Regions from separate parts of the Hordeum vulgare genome. Here region 1 is linked to region 2. A link is a contact called in public Hi-C data. All regions are on one chromosome and are shown on one strand. Each heading gives the region's core, a stretch centred on a gene start, on an enhancer-like site or on the middle of the called end of the contact. The rest is flanking DNA. Distances are from core to core; before and after follow the strand shown. Region 1 holds the start of LOC123402798 (ethylene receptor 4-like). Region 2 holds the start of LOC123401058 (probable amino acid permease 7).

Region 1 (5,866 bases), core at 382-2,881, 220 kb before region 2:
TTTGTAGTAGTCATAGCCCGCTGGTTAAACCAAACCGTCATGCACTTTCATCTATGTTGTTCACAAACACGCTAGTCCCTTGACACTTTTGTTATTTATCACCCAAAACACATGGGGCCACTAGATGCACTTACATTAACCATGAGACATGTGCCGTTGATCATTCTTTGACCTGCTCCTGAGCTTGTTCTTTAGTATTTATCTTTTTGGTGCTAGTCCGGTGTGATCCTTTTTTGGACCTTTGTATTTCTTTTTCTCTTTGCTAGATGTTGTTGTATGGTTAATTTTGATATTTCTGACTTTATTTATGAAATGGATCATAAGCCTTTGCTTTATAAAATCCCAAAATACTACAACACACACCAGTCTCAACGTTGGGTTGTCGACCATAGAGTAGTCACAAGAAAGGCCCCGCATGTAGTTTGTGAAACTCTGACATTGGGTTGGATGAATTAGATGAAGGGATAGGACAGCCGCTATATCTCGCATACTGCATGATAAAGTGTGTCCTCGCCTAAGGTCAGGCTCTACTGCTCTAGTGAGTATTCCCATTAGGGACCCGTGGTTTGCTTCATTCATTATTTTCTTTTCTTTTATATTTTTTACATATTATTCAAATATTTGAATTTCATATATTTCAGAGACTAACTTCTTAAGTTTCTAAAAGCATTCATTACACATTAAAAAATGTTCATGCACTGTAAACATAATGCTTTTCACTAAAAACTCGATTGAATTAAAAACTCCTGACTTTTAAAATCCTCAAATGTTTCGAAAAAATGTGTGTAACATTCTAAAAAAGTTTGCACAATATAAATAAATGTTTACAATTTTAAAGAAATGTTTTGTGACATCAGACAGATTATGCATTAAAAAATATTTTCGTCACATTATGTAAAAACAAATTTCTTTAAAATGTAAAAACATTCTTCATGAAACATAATAAAATGTTTCATATCTTTCAAAAAAATGTTAGTGACATTAAAAAAATGTTAAACTCTTTCAAGGATATATTCACGATATATATAAAAATATATTATAAAATGTAAAATAGTACATGTAGTGTTAAAATATGTTTTATTTCAGTTAAAAAATGTTTGACGTGTATTTTAAAAACGTTTTGCATGTTTCTGAAAAATTCAAACATATATTTAAAAATGCTGATCATATATTGTATTTTTTTTCAATTGGTGTAAAAAGTATACTCGATGTTGAAAAAATTAAATTGTTCAATATTTATTAAAAAATAAAAATGCATTAGAAAACAAGCAAACATTTCTTTGATAAAAATAAAAAAACGTGAAAAAATGAAGAAAACCTACGAAAAATATAGAAAAAAGTGAAAGATAATACCACACGAAAACTTTTAGGAGTACAAATTATCCAAACCATTGCAAAGAAGCCCTTGATAATTGCTCACGGAGAGACAGTATTGGACCAGCCCGCTAGCATCTCACCAGAGGCGAGACGATAGCTGGTCTTGCCGCGCGCGAAATATAGGTTTGGTGGGAGAGATTCGCTGCGAAAAAAAATGTCCGTTGCTCAGAGTCAGAGCGGTTTCCTCTGAAAAGATAAAGATACACTCCAGTCACAGCGGTGCATCCGCGCATCGGCGCATGTCAGCGTCGGCGACACTTGTCAAGCTGAGCGAAGCATGCAGCCCTCGCGGAGGCAACACTTGTCAAGCCAAGCGCGGCATGCACGCCTTCCCATGGCCGCTCTGATCCCCTCCACTCCACCGCACCGCCACCACCACGCCGGAGTGCCGGAATCCCCTTTCTCTTCTCCCCCCGCTGCTCCACCGCACGCCACTCTCGAGAATCAAAACCTTCCCTCCCATGCACCGCACGTGCGCGCGTTCGGCTGATTGACTGGCCGGGATCCGCCGGACTGCAGGCCAGAAGCAGACGCCGATGCCGCGATGCGGCGACGGGTGCGACGGCGCGGCGGACGCGATGCTGCAGTGCCAGAAGGTGAGCGACTTCCTCATCGCCGCCTCCTACCTCTCCATCCCGCTCGAGCTGCTCTACTTCGCCTCCTGCGCCGACCTCGCGCCCGTCAAGTGGCTGCTGCTCCAGCTCGCCGCCTTCGCCGTGCTCGGCGGCGCCGTCCACCTGCTCGCCGTCCTCGGCCACCACCACCCGCACTCCTCCGGCCTCCTCCTCGCCTCCACCGCAGCCAAGCTCCTCGCCGCGCTCGTCTCCTTGGCCACCGCGCTCTCGCTCCTCACCTTCATCCCGCGCCTCATCCGCGCCAAGCTCCGCGAGGCCCTGCTCCGCGCCAAGGCGCGCCAGCTCGACCGCGACGTCGGCCTCATCCGCCGCCGCGTCGAGGCCACCTCCCGCGTCGTCCGCATGCTCTCCCGGCACATCCGCGACTCCCCGCTGGATCATCACGCCATCCTGCACACTACCATGCTACACCTCGCCGACGCGCTTGCGCTCCACAGCTGTGCCGTCTGGGTGACCGTGTCCGGCGACGTCCTCCAGCTGGTACACAAGCTGAGCCTCAGAGACAAGGGCGCTGTCATGCTGGGCTCGCAGGCCCCTATCCCCGCCGACGACCCTGACGTGGTCGACGTAATGTCCGTCGTGGCCGCGAAGGTGCTCCGGCCGGGATCGGCGCTTGCAGCGGCGAGCGGCGGCGGCCTGCATCCTCCGGGAGCCGTGGCTGCCATACGGATGCCCATGCTCAAGGTCTCCAATTTCGACGGTGGAAAGACACCGGAGGCGAGCTCGTACGCCATCTTGGTGCTGGTTCTGGCCGACACGGGACGATGGAGCAGCCAAGACCTCGAGATCGTGGAGGTCGTCGCCGACCAGATCGCCGTGGCACTCTCTCACGCGGCGGTGCTCGAGGAGTGGCAGTCGATCCGGGACAGGCTCGCCGATCAGCACAGGGCCGTGCTGCATGCGAAGCACGAAGCGGCGACGGCGACCACGGGCATCCACTCCGTCCAGAGCGCCATGTGCGGGGCCATGCAGAGGCAGATGCACTCCGTCATCGGGCTGCTCTCCATGCTGCAGCACGCCGCCGCCGACGGCATGCGGCCCGAGCAGAGGCTCGTCGTGGACGCCATCGCCCGGACAAGCGCGCTCACGCTGGCGCTGGCGAACGACGCCGACGCGGGGACGCTGACGAGGAGCCGCGTGCCGTTCGGGCTCCACGCGCTGGTCAGGGAGGCCATGGCCGTCGCGCGATGCATGTCCGGCTGCAGCGGCGTTGAATTCTCGTACCACTCGGAGAATTCCCTGCCTCTGCCCGAGTGGGTGGTCGGCGACGAGACGAGGGCGTTCCATCTCCTGCTGCACGTGGTGGCCACTCTGCTAAATCGCCGTCGCAATGGCGCGGCGCCGGGCCGCCTCACGTTCTCCGTCGAGAGTTGCAATGTGGACGAAGAGGAGAGGCAGAGCCGGGACTGGATCCCGATGCGACCATCTGCAGGTTGCAGCGTACGCGTCAAGTTTCAGGCTGGGATGGAAACGAAATCTCCCCGTCGATCGGCCAGCCCCGACATGGGGCTTAGCTTCGGCATGTGCAACAAGATCGTGCAGGTAAAAGTGCAGCAAAACTGATGAGAAGGAGTATGATGATGGTCCGGGCGAATGATTCGATCTGCTGCTTCTGGTTTTTCTTCTTCAGGTGATGAACGGCAGCATGCGCTCGTCGGGATCGGACGGAGGAAGCACCGTCACCGTCGTCCTGCAGTTCCAGGTGCAGCAGCCGGGCGCGCGCCGATGGACGTCGACGCCGCCCGTCCCTCGCTTGGACGGCCTGAGGGTCCTGCTCGCGGACAGCGACGGCACGAGCCGGCAGGTGACCCGGATGCTCCTGCAGAGGCTCGGGTGCCAGGTGATGCCGGTGCCGTCGGGAGACCACTGCCTGCACCTGCTGGAGAGCGCCGGGCCGTGCTTCCAGCTGGTGCTCCTCGACCTCGACAAGCACGCCGCGACCACGTCGATGGAGGACGTGCTCGAGGTGGCGCTCCGGATCGGCGAGCTGGGGAACGGCGGCTGGCTGCTCGTGCTCGCCGCTCTCGCGGTCGGCGACGTGGACGACCGCGTCCGCGAGGTGTGCCAGCGCTCGGGGATAAATGGCGTCATACAGAAGCCCATCACGCTGGCGGCGCTCGGAGCTCAGCTCGCTGCAGCAGCCCTTCAGAAGAATTAGGTGACGCTGAGGTGAGCTGAGGGATGCACCACGAGTCCATCACGATGGCAAGTAGGTTTTGTAACTAGCACGGCTTAGCCGCCCCGGATGCCCCGGTCTGGAGCACGAATAAAATATTCAGAGGTAGTATGTACAGTATGTTAAACCCCGGGGCCCGGGATGAGCTCCATGGTGTCGCCTACAACCTGTGAAACCATTTCCGTGAAGAAGGCTTGGAGGTTGGAGTTCTGTGAAACCATTTCTGTGAGGAAGGCTTGGAGGTTGGAGTTCTGCATTTGTAGCTACTTCCTCCGTCATGGTTTAGAAGGCACAAGTTAGACTTGCGTGCGTTTACAAAATAGATAAAGATTAAGGCACGTTGCATTTACTCCTAGCAGCTAATTAGTACTCCGTTGTACTACTTTCATATGCATGCGTAGTGTGAATGCTATTTTTTAACTCATTTCACAGTCAATCAATATTCCTAGAAAATTTGCATGCACGCCTTCTAAACCGTGACGGAGGAAGTACTTTGTTAAGCAATGAATGCATACAGTCACAGTGTCTCAACACACATAATACACAAAAAATGTTAAGCACATAAGATGTGAGGTGATGTTCAATGTAAGCCCTGAGGTACGCGAATTGGATGTATATATTTTGTGTTATGTTGTAGCAAATCAAAGACATTTATTCTAGGACGGAGGGACTATTATCGATTCCATGGCGTCTTACCCAGCGGTTGTTCATCTTAGTGATTTTAGCCACTTTGGCCATGTTGTTCATCCTAGTGATTTTAGCCACTTCGGCCCTGTTTGGATACTCTAGCTTAGCTAGTGGTTAGAGTTAGTTTTTAGCTCATGACTAACCCTAAACTAACTCTAGCCAAATAGGTGTTTGGATGGAAGGGTTAGATTGACAATAGATGCACTTTATGAAAAGAGAAAACTGATTTTTTAATGGGCCCCATGAGAACTAGCTTCAATTAGCATCTCTTGGCTGGTGGGAAAGAGAGAGAAAAATATTTTTTAATGAACCCCATGAGAACTAGCCCGAGTTAGCACCTCTTTGGTGGGATAGTTTTTTTTGGATGGGTTAGATGCAACTAACTCCAATCTAACCCTTATGTTTGGATACTTTAGGGCTAGTTGAACCCAAACTAGCTTAAACTACCTCTAACCCATGGATCCAAACAGGGCCTTCAACCATGTTGCTTTTTGTTGTTGTTCATGCATTCTGTAATGTTACTTTTCTTTACGGTATCACCGATTGGATTGAGAAAAAAATTCTGTGCATACTGTTTGTAAACCTTATCCTTTACATGGCTGGAAAACTGGGCTTGTAGGTGCGATCCCGGCTCCTATAGTTGCGCATCTGAGATTGGTTGTTTCCTATTCGGATCATATACCTAACTACAGCCTTATCCGTCGTCAATAGAATATCAATTGGTTGTTTCCTATTCAGATCATATACCTAACTGTAGCCTTATCCGTCGCCAATAGAACATCAATCAGATGGAGAATTTCTCGGTGGAGAATTGCTCATGGCCGAGCGACCGGAACAATGTGTCACGACCTCGACTCGACCCAGTCGCCGGCGATGAGACCCTAGCCTGGGAGGTTGAGATTCGACGAGAGGAGAGGGTCGGGTGGACGAGAGCGAGAGCTAGGAGAAGATAAGACAGAGCAGAGGGAAATGCGGGGAGGAATATTCTCTT
Region 2 (5,721 bases), core at 1,980-4,479:
GATACAATCTCACTATTTCCAGGAAGTGTATGATCACGACACTTTCTCTGCTGACGATATCATGGGGGAAGCAGAGATAGATCTGAAGCCAATGATCACAGCTGCCATGGCCTTCGGAGACCCGTCGCGTCACGCAGACATGCAAATTGGAAGGTGGTTCATGACCAGAGACAATTGCCTGTTGAGCGACAGCATTGTCAATATTTCGTCGGGAAAGGTAAAACAGGAAGTGAACCTAAAGCTGCAGAACGTAGAATCAGGTGAGATGGAGTTAGAACTGGAATGGTCTCGTCTAGATTAATAAGCCTCGCTGTATCCTTTTGCCCTTTATGCTGGATGGCTTCAAAACATATCTAGTTAATGAAGCTTAGCTTTTCCTCATGGCCGAAATGTGTAAAAATGAAGGCTGTACAATGTCTTGTAATTTGCCAGATGTACTCCATGTGATTCGGCATGTTGTATTGTCACATTAAAAGGACACATGTATTGTGCAGAGATGAGGCTAAAAACTCCCGTGTTTGCTAATGTCACACTGGTGCTAAAAATACCTCTGGCATGTTCCCCTTTGGATCTTTTCATGCCCATTTAGATGCAGTTGCCAGCTGAAGAAAATCAAGTGATTGAAACGCATGTATGTACATGAATTGGCCACATTTTTTTTTGGCACGGTTGATCTTTGCTAGCTTCTCTCTGGGCTGAACACCCCCATGGCAGAGCCAACGGAGGCGAAGCCGCAGGCGATCAGGCAGGCGGCGCTGAAGGCCTGGATGGCGATCCACCGCCGCGTCCATGGGGCCACCTTGCCCTGCGCCAGGTACATCTGGACGGGGAAGTGGATGGCCAGCGGCCAGAAGGTGAAGGCGCCGATGAGCCCCACCACCTGGTTGAAGTAGGGGAACCACACGGCCACCGCCGTCGCCGCCGCCACGTTCGCCGTGCGGAAGCACAGCCTAGCCACGGTCACGCGGCCGAGCAGCGGTATCTCCGCGACGCCGGCGCCGAACCGCCGCTCCACGAGCGCGAACATGGGCTGCGCGTACACCTGGTAGCCGCCGAGGAGGTGGAGGACGACGCAGAGGTTGGCGAGGCCGACGAGCCAGTAGGGCTCCCCGAAGCCGGCGAGGAGGTTCCCCGGGGTGCCATCCCCGAACGCCGCGTAGCCGAAGCACCCGCAGCCGAGATAGAAGAAGGTGGTGACCGCGATGCTAGCCCTCGACGCCGCCTTCATCGTCTCGCTCTCCGCCGGCGGCGACCCCAGCGTGTCCTCGATCTCCAGCAGCACCAGGGAGAAAGGGTAGGCGAAGGCGATGTCCCCCAGGGCCTGCGCCACGCGCCACACCTTCTGCGTCGGCGACACCAGGGAAACGCCTCCGATCGCCCCCTTGATCACTCCATTATCTGAAAGAAATCGAGGCAGATGTCATGATACGCACGTACGTGTGGGCGGGAGCAAAGCATTGTGCCATGGCGTGTGTACCGATCACTTTGGCGGCGCCGAGGCCGAAGCCGATGAAGGAGTAGGAGAAGGACATGGCGGCGGCGAAGACGGAGAGCCACGCCATGCTGTGGAAGTCCGGTATCTGCGACAGCGCCGCCTGTGCGAGGCCGAACATGAGCATGTAGTAGGCGTCCGACGACCCGCCGCCGCCGGCGGCGGCGCAGCACGGCGCGCCGTGGCCTTCCCTGTGGTAGCAGTTGGCTCTCTCAATCGCCCTGCAAAATACTCCTACTAGTAATGGCCAAGTAATCACGAGTTTACCCGCCCAAAAAAGTTTAAAAAAAAATGTGGTCACAAGTTTATTGGTTACCTCATACTAGCCGCCGAGGTGAGAGTGTACACCACGCTGTTCCCAAACAAGCTGAAGCCGAGGAAAACCCCGCTCAACACCTGGCTCTTCTCGCCTGCACACGCACGCACATTTATGAAATGCTTTCTTGTAAGGAATCGATGAAATGTTTTCTTGCAAAGATAAGGTCCGGATATATAATGATGTGCCATGAATGCATGATCACCTAAGTAGAGCTTGACGGCGTCGACGTAAGACCTGTTCCTGACGGCGGCGCCGCGCTCCGGGTCGCGGGAGATGTAGCAGTCGGCGAGCAGGGAGGACTGCACCACGGTGACCCCGGCGAAGAGCACCATGGCCGCCGGCCCCCCGACCCAGCCGAGCTGCGCCACGCTCCACGCTAGCGACAGCACGCCGGAGCCTATCACCGCCGTGATGACGTGCGCCATCGCCGTCCATACCGTGCCTGTCAGAGAAGCTCCGCAAATCAAAACTCCCCGTCGGTGGAATGCACGCAACGCATACACAATCAGACATCGTGCCTGCCTATTGTCTGGCCGTGCAAGCAAAAGTGACGGTTCACGCGGAGGTATGTGAAGTCATCCTGAGAGGGGCACGCGGAGGAGCAGTTGCGATATGTTTTGGAATTGTGGTTAATGGCTTTCGCGTCGCTGTTGTGGCCGGCCAGGCCCAGGGTGGAACCCAGTGTCATCATTGACAGTTTTTTTTACGGTGGTGTCATCATTGACAGTGATGTGCAGCTTTTAGTTTCTCGCTGAAACCTGAGCACCACCGAACCGGATGTGTAAATGACATGAATGTGTCTCCTCTACATGCTTTGAGTATTCCATGGCAGATTTCTTTCATGGGCATTTACATGTATGATATAGATTCAGATAGTCACTTTTGTAGTTTATGGATCATGTGGAACAGCAAACTATATGGCTGGCTGGATGGATGGTGCAAACCGCAAAGAACACATAAAAACCAAAAGTTTCAGACATGGGTCTGGGTTTGGAACTTGGAAGCTCATGATATACGTAGCTTCTGACGAATTATCTGTCTAGTAGTATAAAAGCAAGGTATGTAATTGTAATCTTGATGCAGGGACTTACCGGTTCTTTTCACTGGATGCTCCTCGGATAAATCGTAAGAGGATCCCGAGAGCTTGTCGAGCAGCGGCTCTGCTTGGCGGTCGCCTCTTCCTCTTCCTGTTCGTCCTCCTCCCATGGTCTTCCTCTATTTCCGTTTCCTGTTCCTCCTATCCTTCCATACGAGACTTGTGCACATGAGCTTCATATATAAGTAAGAAGAAACGAAATATTTCTAATCCCTTGTGCTGGTTGGTTTGGTAGTTGAAAACTACGGTACAAAACAATATGATACGTCAGTTGGGTGCTGATGGCGGGCACCTCCGGCAGTCCCAATCCGCAGTCCACCGCATCAGTTCCTGGACCGCAGTTGAATACTGGAGTACCATCTGCTGTTTAATGAAGAATGGATCTAGTGGACTCTGTCTACTAAAAAAAAGCAACCCTTTTTGTAAAGCTGAGAAACAGAAAAAAGAGGAGAATAACTTCATGGTACATGGTGGATACGACTGTATCATATGTCGATTTTCTGCTTAGTCATTTTTTTGCAAATCATTTTGGATTATTGTTGTGATGTTTTGGACATGTTTGTTAGGATAGTCTATGTCTTCGCACTAGTGCAGAAAAGCTTAGATATGGCATGGCAAAAATGATCTTGCTAACGTGAACACTCGATGCCATCCATATGACGTCACTGTTAAAAAATATTACCGTTGTTAGAGACTACGTCAATAGTATTTTATATGTTTATAGCGTGCCACGTGGTTAACACCAACATTAATATACATTAGTAGTAACATTGCGTGCCGGTGCAACGCCAGCAATTTCATTTTCAAATTTAAACTAAATCTATACAGTAGCATGATCCAATCAAAATGACAGTATAATCAAAGTTTTAGAACGGTAATTAAGTACAATGCAAATATCAGAATCTAAGTTTCAATAGTATCTATTTATTCAAAAAAGTTTCAAAAATAGTCAATTAACACAAGTACACAAGTTCAACTAAACAAGAGGTGGTAACAACATGAGAATGCCATGCATGCATGCCTACTAGCTAGCTAACTCAACATTTCGGCGGGCGGCGTTAGGATCATAGTCTGGAGTAAGTGGACCATCATCATTGTTGTCAGCAGGGCTGTAGTAGACCATGATCTCGTCATGGTCGTAATCAAGGTAGAACGTGGCTCTCTCCCCAGCTTTCATCTCGTAAGCAGTTGCAATAGCTGTCCAATCAGGGCAACTGAAATAGGTGCGGTCTGACTCGTTGGTGACAAGATAATTGAAGCGTTGGGTCGTCAACATCTTCATAAGGGTGCATTAGAATGTGATGGTTGCATCAAACGAAACTCGAGACTTCTCTAAGAAGTCACGCCTTGCGCGCAAGGGATGACCTGAGAATTTTTTTAAAAAAAACTAGTTAAACAATTTCAACCACAATCGTACCATATGAAACTTAATCAGACCATGTTGAACTAAATCATATATATACCATCTTAGTGATGACGTCTTTTAGAAGATCGATCACGAACCTCCTATCCTTTTGACTTCTCAAAGCACCATAGTTCTCACACGAAGCATCCATTTACTGCCGTCAATATCCTTGACCAAAGTAAGCATAAATCATTAAACTAAATAACTAACACATCAAAATAGTACATATACTAGTGATTTTAGCAATTCTACAGACGATTCAAACATATAGTGGCATGCATAAAGTTAACCACTCATTCATATACGAAATAGCTAGTGTTACGTCCATCTAGCAAGCTACTGGACAGAGGGGCCGGCCTCATGGTCGTCTCTGGTGGACCTACGACAACGCTGCAACAGTTGCACCACCACCTCCTCCTCCTCGTCCCATGCCGCGAGCTTATCCCAATCTATGGGATCCTCCTCTGCGATCTTCCTCACCGCATACTGAAAGAGCATCATCTTGATGGTCTTTAAGAGTTTATCGTCTCTCGCAAGCTCCATCACTAATGGGTCAAACAACTGTTGCTCGGCCTGGAGGTTCTCCTTCTCCTCAGCCCTAGTGCATATCTTTATGTTTTCCGGCGCGAGGAACTATGCGTACTCACGACAATCAGGGAATTTCAGAATCACTTTTTCCTTACGATACTCAATTGCCTTTGCATCCTATGCGCGCACCGCTAACTCTGGGGGTGTCCTAGTGGCCAATCTCGTGGACGACATTCTCCTTCCTGATGGTTGCATAGTTGAGGGATCGATAGAAGGTGTGTCTAGAGGGGGAGGGGGTGAATAGACTACTTGACCAAATTAAAACCCTAGCCTTTTCCCAATTTTAGTGGTTGGCATATTTTAGCAATTATAATAAGTCTAGTGCACCCTACACATGCTAGTCAACATATATGGCAGCGAAAAGTAAAGACATTGCACATGTAGTAATGAGTAGAGTTTAGAAGATCAAACGCAAAGTTGAACACGGTGATTTTTGGCGTGGTTCCGATAGGTGGTGCTATCGTACATCCACGTTAGTGGAGACTTCAACCCTCGAAGGGTAACGGCTGTGAGAGTCCACGGAGGGCTCCACCAACAAGGGATCCACGAAGTAGCGGCCTTGTCTATTCCATCATGGCTTACGCCCACGAAGGACTAGCCTCGCTCACGGTAGATCTTCATGAATTAGGCGATCTCCTTATCCGTACAAACTTCTTGTTTCAACTCCACAACACGAAGCAGGAGGCTCCCAAGCGACACCTGACCAATCTAGGAGGCACCACCCTCCAAAAGGTAATAGATGCGGTAGAACGATGAACTCCTTGCTCTTGTGATTCAAAAGATAGTCTCCTCAACACCTAGTTACTCTCTCGCAAATTTGG

What was found. A called contact is a pair of places that touch in the nucleus more often than the background predicts.
Region 1: a contact with region 2 is called in a Hi-C map of leaf, with 10 times the contacts expected there. The contact joins the promoter of LOC123402798 here to the promoter of LOC123401058 in region 2. A contact is called at or near these places in 2 of 6 Hi-C or Micro-C datasets (leaf and seedling) and 1 of 1 datasets of contacts at active chromatin or transcription factors (embryo).

What each region holds. Positions count from the first base shown.
Region 1 is chr6H:483,509,800-483,515,665 of MorexV3_pseudomolecules_assembly, reverse strand. It overlaps LOC123402798 (ethylene receptor 4-like), which reads left to right and starts at 1,631. Exons shown (of 2, transcript XM_045096758.1): 1 at 1,631-3,554; 2 at 3,643-4,440. The coding sequence starts at 1,914. The coding sequence ends at 4,170.
Region 2 is chr6H:483,294,571-483,300,291 of MorexV3_pseudomolecules_assembly, reverse strand. It overlaps LOC123401058 (probable amino acid permease 7), which reads right to left and starts at 3,229. Exons shown (of 4, transcript XM_045094771.1): 1 at 2,903-3,229; 2 at 1,809-1,902; 3 at 1,478-1,713; 4 at 415-1,398. The coding sequence starts at 3,017. The coding sequence ends at 680. LOC123401059 (ADP-ribosylation factor GTPase-activating protein AGD12-like) reads left to right here. Exons shown (of 9, transcript XM_045094772.1): 9 at 23-525. The coding sequence ends at 301.